Regions from separate parts of the Mus musculus genome. Here regions 2 and 3 are each linked to region 1. The links are chromatin contacts, called in public HiChIP or PLAC-seq maps. All regions are on one chromosome and are shown on one strand. The core of a region is the stretch at or near the end of the contact, and the rest is flanking DNA. Distances in the headings are between cores, read along the strand shown. Region 1 has its middle 13 kb from the start of Gm35317. Region 2 overlaps Ccdc141 (coiled-coil domain containing 141). Region 3 overlaps Ccdc141 (coiled-coil domain containing 141).

Region 1 (2,700 bases), core at 95-2,594:
ACCTACTACACAGAGCCTGTCACTGCTGGCCTGGACCCAAAGACTTTTAAGCCCTTCATTTGCTCTCTGGACCTCATTGACTGTCCCATGGTGACTGATGACTTCGTAGTCAGTGGTACCTGCTCTGAACAAATGTATGGGATGTGTTAGTCTCTCTGGGAGCCCAACATGGATCCAGAACACCTATCTGAAACCATTTTTCAGGCCATGCTGAATGCAGTGGACCGGGATGCTGTGTCAGGCATGGGTATCATTGAGAAAGACAAGATTACCACCAGGACGCTGAATGCCTGGATGGACTAACCTGTGCTCTGGTCCCATCTCCCTTTTGTTGATTTTTTTTTTTTTTTTTTGCTAGATAAATAATGACTCCATATTTATTTGAAAATGTACCAATACATTTTCTTAATTTCTCTTTTAATCTTCAGGGATGTTGTAGGATCAATATGGCCTCCTCATGACAGGTACCATGGTATAAAACTAAAAACCCACGGAACACAGGAAGTGCTGCTGTGGTTGGATGTTGAAGTTCTTTCAATGAGTCCATAACTCTGGACCTCTCCTTTTTCTATCATTAAAAAAGATTAGTTTTAAGAAGAAATTTGAAAAACAAAGCATTCTTTATACATTGTGTTGGGTAGACACTAGTGCCAAATAGCACTTTATATAAAAGTTTGAATTCCTTAGAATAAAAGAAAAATGAAAATTCTGTGCTCATCTCAGTAGCTTCAAGATTCCCCAGGTCCATGGTGACCATAGCTACTTCCAATGGGACAGTACAGACAGAAAATATGCTTAGTCTCTAAAATGCCAATTAAACAACTCTAGTTCACTACAGCATTTTAGCTCCCGAGTAACTGAAAATTTGTCTAAAACAGAACTTCCCACACTACTCGCAAATATTCTTATTTTTACACATTTGTATGTTACAGTTAATATTTTCTTACTTTTTAATAAAATCGCTTTTCTTTCAAAAAAAAATAAAACAAAAGCATTGTCCTTAGGCTGTGGCAAAAACTATCTAAATTCTGGACTAGGTTGGGCTAGATCTCAGACCTTATCTCTAAGCAGCACCAATACAGTACTTTAGCTGCCCACAGCCACAGGAACCAGGCTCCTGAGAGGGAGGCTGGGGCTGCATGAGAGAAAATGGCGAGAGGAATAATGAGACCAAGACAAAGATACTGATCAAGACCCAAAGTTTACTTAAGAGTCTGAGCTTATAAGGGGGGTGGGGTGGTGGAATCCCATCCCCCACCACATAAGGATAGTGTCAGGAGAACAGGTTCAGCCTCTTAGCAGGTATCAGGTGTCTTGGAGAAAAGAGCAGAGGTGGCAGAACAATAGACCTATCTAGGTGTGAAGACTCCACCCTAGGTGGTCTTATTCACAGCAGCCGAACAGGTCTGAGACAGCCTGCTCAAGGCTGGGGGGAGGCTACATAGTAATATTGATACAGGTTAAATGAATCTGACTAACTCTTAGCTCTGAGAAAATGATACGGATAATTTGAAAATAATTTTATTATATAACAGCTAATGGAAAGAAAATTATAATTAGGTTGTTTTGGGCAGTTGATTTTTTTTTTTTTTTTTGACTTAAACTGTTCCTGATGTCTAAATTCTGAGATGTAGCTAGGTTTAGTAAAGGTCTGCAACATTATCTACCAAACATCCTCACTACTTCCCCTCATTCCCCTATACCCTGCCAGGGTGAACCCAGATCAGGCATGGTAGTCCAGTCACTCGGACTAGTAACTGTCACTAGAACTGTCCTTGGACGCTAAGTGGGAGGAGTCTGCCTCTCTCCTTTGGAAGTGAATTTGAACCATGTGGCCTTAGAGCAGCTGCAACCATCTTGTGATGCCAGATGCCATTCTGGTGTCTCACAGGAAACAGACTCAAAGGATTGCCTTTTAAGAGTTTATGACTTGAAAGAGACTTGTGCCTTCCCCATTCATCAGGATTTTAGCATTTTGAACCCCAAATCCCAGATATGGGTTAGTTTTTGCTATTTGCACCCACAGGCGTTTCAGTGGGTATGAATTAAAGTGCAAGTTGAGTATCTACAAACTTCCCATAGTTCATATGACCTTTCATGAAGGCCAGCCATCATTTAGGCTCTCATTCCAGGGCACTGTTGCACGTCCAACAGGTGTCTAAGTGTTCTGGAAATCTCCAAGCAGGGACTCCTTTGCCAAGGTCCACCCTTGGCTAAGTCATGATCTTGAGGAAGGAATGCTTGAGAGTGGTGAAATAAATGACTTGAAGTAAAATCAAGGGTCCAAGCCAACAGCTTATCTCAGTCAGTCTGCTTACACAGCTTTCTTGTTATTCTAAAACTTCTCTGAATAGCTCAACATTTGCATATCAAAAGCCCAGTCTTTTTATTTATACATTAATTCAGCCACTACCCCACGTTCCCTTTTGATTATCCCATGAATCAGCATCCTGTGACTCCAGAAAGAGACCAAAAACACCTGAAATTACCATTCCTACCTTGCCTGGGTCTTGATCTCAACTCCTTCTGTCCCAGGATGACCTTGAACTCAGGAATCTACCTGCCTTTGTAAGCATAGCTGGGTGGGATCTTGCCCTGCAATCACCACTCCCATAATCTCTTTATCTCCTTCCTTAACATCATCCTGACAAGATTGTGCGGCTGCCTCTGATACTTTAGATCTGTGATGATCCTTATACA
Region 2 (2,700 bases), core at 36-2,535, 190 kb before region 1:
TAAGCTATTATGTACCATTTTTTTTCCTTTCTATCCTCTTTACACCTTGCCTCATATCAAAAGTAGAATGAATCTTCTCCAGTAGAAGATCATACTTTCATAATCAATATTGATTATAATGGACATTCAAATAGATCAGGACAGCTCTCGATTGGGAGGATGATTTGAATAGGTCTGATATGAGAAATGGCTTCATATTGACTAGCAATGAAGACATTCTTCCTCTCCCAGTTAGAATCCAGAGTTCCTTAGATGGCAACTCCAAGCTGCAAATGCCAGTAGACATTCTCCTTCTCTTCAACCATCCAAGAAGCTTAAAAGCTCAAAGCTGAAGGCATCACTTTTATATAGTTGAGTTGCTGAGTTCTGTATCATTCTGTGATGGTCTCACACATGTACTCTCAATTATACCCCAGCCCCTAAGAACCTGCACACTAGCATATGCCATGCTAGGCCAGGCTTAGGGCAGACTTTCAGGTTGGAAAATAAGAAGTCCTTATCTCTCTTTCCATAGCATCAAATGCTCTGTCTCCATATGATGAGACCTCTTTGTCCAGCTTGTTCAGGAAGCTCTGGGACAGAACATGATAGAAAGACCACGACAAACTAGGTTGAATTCTCAGATGACAGAAGCTAAGAAGCCCCTTAATATCTCTGAGGTTTGGTTCCCTCTCCTGGAAAAGACCCCTGATCATATTGCTCTTTATTGTGTAACCAAAATGATAGAATGTTCAAGAAAGCAGTCTCAGCATTGACTCTGGCTGCTGCTTCTGTACTCTTTCCTCCTGCTTCGCTGGTAAGACTTCAGGGGGTACTGCCTGGGCATGTACAGTGTTTGCTTATAGATCAAGGTTTTGGCGCTTTCTGGCGGCAGCTGCAGAAGCTTTAACTGTTGTAGAATAAATAAGCAAATGCATGGTGGTTCAGGGCAGTGAGGAAGAGCCTGAGAGTCTTGACAAATTCTTCCCACATGCTGGCAGATGTTAGCAATGCTACTACAGAGAAAGCTTAAATTTGAGGACTTTATTTCTTTAAACATATACATTACTATCTCCACTCTTTTAAATGGAAGCCAGCTTTGGTTTAAAAAAAAAATGACTTGAAGGTCACAGTGTTCCCACCCTGCCACAGAAGAGATAAAGGGATGCATGCATCCTTCCCTCCCACTATCAGAGTTCTGAAACAAAAGAACCCAAGGAATTAAAAGTTCCCCACACATCTCATGCTCTGGGAAGAAGAATCAAAAGAAGGGATTCCACCGAGTTCAGGAGACTATAGTGGTTGGCTGGACAGCCATAAGTCAATGATGGGCAGGACCAATGGTCATCCAGGCTCTCAGGTATGCGCACCTTTTACCCTTTGTTCAAACCTACATCTTATGCCAGTGTCCCCTGAAGATAGACATGGGGGTCATTCATTCGACCCCTTGAATCACTTCTTTTCCCAGTCTTTGGCCTGTTGTGGATAGCCCTGGGGCTAATTATATTTGATGTTAATTCTGTTATCCTGTGAGTGGCTGCAAGCAAGGAATGAGTCAGCACTCAGGTAATTTCCTGTAAACCTGCTTCCCTCCTTAATTTGTAAAATAAAGGAGATCTGATGATTGGGCAGACAAAAGGGAGGGTGGAGCTGAAAGGAGGGGGAGAAGAAGGAGAAAATGCAGAAGAGGAGGAAGAAGAAAAGTGGAGCAGAAGCACATGGCCCGGAGAAACCACAAGTTCTAAGGGGTCTCATAAGCTGTGGAAAATGGTAGTGTAGTGGTAGATCTGCCCAGTCTAGGCACACAGCATGAATTCATATTAACTGAGTTGTATTTTCATTGCTAGGGCATATTTGGGTTGGAGATTTACCACAACAATGGCCACATTGGCTATATCACCTTTCTCTGGCTTTTGCCATTACATATGTTTTTAGTTTGGGTATGGTGGATTGTGGCTGAGCCTAGCTTGTTGGTGCTGCCAGGGTGAACAAGCTTTTTCCCTAAAATTTCTGGTAACATGGAGGCAGAATAAGAGGAGAGTGGGGAAAAGGCAACAGAAGTGTGTGTTTCTCTACTCAGAGTCAGAGTCCTTTCTTGATAATCGGAAAGAATGACTCTGATAGTGGAATGTGTGGCTCAGAATGAGCCTGGATAGAAACCCAGGAGGACGTAAACACAGGGGAGGTACCTCTCTAATTCACCCCAAATCACACTGAGGCTACTGCTTACTAACTCTTACATATTATATAATCACTGAGCCTCAGGTTTTCACAGTTGGAAAATACGCATTAAGATTGCTTTCCTCTTAGTACTGTTAAAATGAGATGTCACATGGTCAGGTGTGTGCCGCATCACTTAGCACAGTTCAGCTATCCATAAGTCAGCGACATAGCATTATCACAGTTATTAACAGTGATGAAAATATAAGTCTATTAAGAGTTATATTTGGAGTTATACATGGAAATCACAGGATTCCTCTTACAGGAGACCTATGCTTTCCATTGTTCCTTCTGTCCCTTAGACCTTCATTTGTAAGACACACTGAATTTGAGTGCAAATCCTATATGCAGACAACTTGCTGACTTCAAAATATTGAAGAATGAGAAATAACACACCATCTCTTGATTCTGGCTATAAAAACCTATTATGTATGGCTGGTTGGTGGTAGTCACCCCACTCCCTATTTGTAAGGCTGCCCCTAAACTGTACTGGCACACGAC
Region 3 (2,700 bases), core at 74-2,573, 220 kb before region 1:
CAGAGCAATGGAAAAATCTCTTTATTGAGGAAAGGGGATAGAGTCCTATACAATGTGAATCACAGGGCTAAAGGTACCTAATACATAGTACTCCAGACACAACTCAGTTCCACTTTGTGCTGGATAGTTTATGTCAACTTGACACAAGCTAACACCATCTGAGAGGAGGGAACCTCATTTAAGAAAATGTGTTCTTGCTGGGCGTGGTGGCGCACACCTTTAATCCCAGCACTTGGGAGGCAGAGGCAGGCAGATTTCTGAGTTCAAGGCCAGCCTGGTCTACAAAGCGAGTTCCAGGACAGCAAGGGCTATACAGAAAAACCTGTCTCGAAAATCAAACAAACAAACAAATGCCTTCTTTCTTACAGGCAAGCCTATGTTATTAATTTGTGATTGATGGGAGAGGGCCCAACCTATTTTAGGTAGTACCATTCCTGGGCTGGTGGTCCTGAATTCTATAAGAAAACAGGCTGAGCAAGTCATGGGGAGCAAGCCAGCAAATAGTACCCCTCCATGGCCTCTGCATCAGCACCTGTATCCAGATTCCTGCCCTGCTTTGAGTTCCTGCCCTGATTTATTTCGATGATGAACAGTGATATGGAAGTATAAGCCAAATAAGCCCCTTCCTCCCCAAGTTGTTTTAGTCATGTTTGTCACAGCAATGTAACTGTAACTAAGACACACTCTTAGGAACCTGGAAGTCCAACTGCACCCCTGTGTGGAGATAGAGAGACAATAGAACTAAGACCACAGCTTGACTCTCACATCACCGTCCCTATTCCTAAGCTAGACAATTTGATGGATTTCATATACAGCTTTACTTCTAACCGTAGTTGTTAGAAGAACTTCCCCATCGCAAATATACACACCCCAAATGGAACTACTATAATAATATACTGTAAACAGTGTTAAAGTTTTGGGTTATTTACTTCTGGAATTTTTCATTTAATATTTTGCAGCACGACTGAATATGAGTAATCCATGAAAGTGACCAAATGAATTTAATGAACTTATGGTCAAACATAACAAGTATAATAAGTGAGCTAAAGAACTAGCCCAAAGGCAGACAAAGTTCAGAAGGTTGGATGAGAAGACCACGCCCCACCATTGGTTTACAGATTTGAATGAGAAGACCACGCCCCACCATTGGTTTACAGATTTGAATGAGAAGACCACACCCCACCATTGGTTTACAGATTTGAATGAGAAGACCACACCCCACCATTGGTTTACAGATTTGAATGAGAAGACCACACCCCACCATTGGTTTGAGTATTGAAGGCTTCCTTCCCAGGAGGTGAAGGATCAGGAGATGTGATCTTGTTGGAGGAGGTATGTCACCTGGGATGGGCTTTGAGGTTTCAAAAGCCAGGGCCAGGGCCACCTCTATTCCCCCTCTAGTTTCTATGAATCAGAAGTAAGCTCTCAGCTACTACTCTAGCACTATCCCTGCCTGTGGTCACGATCCCCTCCCATAACGGCCATGAACTCGCCATCTGAAGCTGTAAGCAAGCCCCAATTAAAGGCTTTCTTTTATAAGCTTCTCTGGTTGTGGTGCCTCTTCACAGCACTAGAAGTTGATTTTTAACTACTTTGCAGAGAAGGATGAGTTTTGAACTAGGCCGGATGCCCAGCTGCTCCTGTTCTCTTGCACATAGGGTGAGGCTAACACATCCAGCAGTTTAGACACGAGCTGGGATCTGGCTAAAATACAGCTTCGTGCCAGCTCTTACTGTAGCTCGAAAATGACAGAGTGAACACGTGAAGATTTGCTCTAAACACTATGTACTTCATATATTTTCACACATAATTATGGCTTTATTTTTGTAAGAAATGGATAGATAGCTACCATTATTAGCCTCATTTTACACAAAGAAAAGTAGTACACAGAGACTAATAACCTTGGTAGTAAGTATAAAAGCCTAGAAAGGTATCCGTGCCCTCTGCCCCAGAATCCCTGTGCTGTAGCCCTTGACCACACTGAAAGCAATGATGATCAGCATGCATTCTAATCAGCAAACACCTATCGCTTTCAGAACTACAAGCTTCTCCTATAAACATTACGATACTTTACATTTCCTGCTAACAAGGAATTAAAAAAGAATTCCAGACGTAGCCAATGTGCCAAAATAAAAGTCTATGATAAGTTTTAAACTACATATGGATTGTTATTTATGTCTGCTATTGGACCAAACTCTCAGATTCCAATATCACCAAGCTAATTATAACTCTCCCCCACACCCCCTATTTTTGCCTTATATACAGCCTTTATGTATTTAAAGAATAATTTTTTTATGCTTCTTAACCCTGCCTATGCTGTGTCATATTAACTTAAGCTGGTCATTCATTCAGACTCTAAAGTAAATGAGAAAGCAGCGGCATGTGCCAGAAAACACACAAATAAACACAAGTGTGTGTTCATACACAAACAAGACTTGCGGATGCCTCATAGGCACAAGACTCCACGCATCGAAGCTACGCATCCACAGGGCATCTCAGACGCCATCTTGGCTGCAGCTAATAGGGAAGATAGTGTCTGATAATGGCTGCACTCTCCTCAATTTATGAACCATAAAACCTTCCCAGTGAATTCTGTTACCCTCCCCGCCCTGCAAAAACTTACACAAATATACATAGGTGCACCCTGGGTATTAAAAGCAGAGTGCCTGCCCCATCTTAATTCTCCTAGATGCCCTTGAC

The links. HiChIP or PLAC-seq counts read pairs in DNA pulled down with a chosen protein or histone mark.
Region 2: a contact with region 1 is called in an H3K27ac HiChIP or PLAC-seq map of embryonic stem cells, with 31 read pairs. The contact joins two enhancer-like sites. A contact is called at or near these places in 2 of 484 Hi-C or Micro-C datasets (embryonic stem cells and nephron progenitors) and 6 of 115 datasets of contacts at active chromatin or transcription factors (embryonic stem cells and epiblast stem cells).
Region 3: an H3K27ac HiChIP or PLAC-seq map of embryonic stem cells shows a contact between it and region 1, with 9 read pairs. The contact joins two enhancer-like sites. A contact is called at or near these places in 1 of 15 datasets of contacts at CTCF or cohesin (the NIH/3T3 cell line), 2 of 484 Hi-C or Micro-C datasets (bone marrow-derived macrophages and embryonic stem cells) and 3 of 115 datasets of contacts at active chromatin or transcription factors (the NIH/3T3 cell line and embryonic stem cells).

What each region holds. Positions count from the first base shown.
Region 1 is chr2:77,335,662-77,338,361 of GRCm38.p6, forward strand. It overlaps the pseudogene Gm13649. Among named protein-coding and RNA genes, the nearest start is that of Gm35317, 13 kb to the left of the region's middle. Within about 2 kb of position 1,345, at least 22 of the 459 cell types and tissues checked have an H3K27ac peak or open chromatin away from gene starts, as enhancers often do. A contact at or near this core is called in embryonic stem cells and epiblast stem cells, where this site is marked.
Region 2 is chr2:77,145,621-77,148,320 of GRCm38.p6, forward strand. The region is part of intron 2 of Ccdc141 (coiled-coil domain containing 141); the gene reads right to left. Among named protein-coding and RNA genes, the nearest start is that of Gm39861, 17 kb to the right of the region's middle. Within about 2 kb of position 1,286, at least 16 of the 459 cell types and tissues checked have an H3K27ac peak or open chromatin away from gene starts, as enhancers often do. A contact at or near this core is called in embryonic stem cells and epiblast stem cells, where this site is marked.
Region 3 is chr2:77,114,883-77,117,582 of GRCm38.p6, forward strand. All of the region lies in intron 5 of Ccdc141 (coiled-coil domain containing 141), which reads right to left. Among named protein-coding and RNA genes, the nearest start is that of Gm39862, 46 kb to the left of the region's middle. Within about 2 kb of position 1,324, at least 5 of the 459 cell types and tissues checked have an H3K27ac peak or open chromatin away from gene starts, as enhancers often do. A contact at or near this core is called in embryonic stem cells, where this site is marked.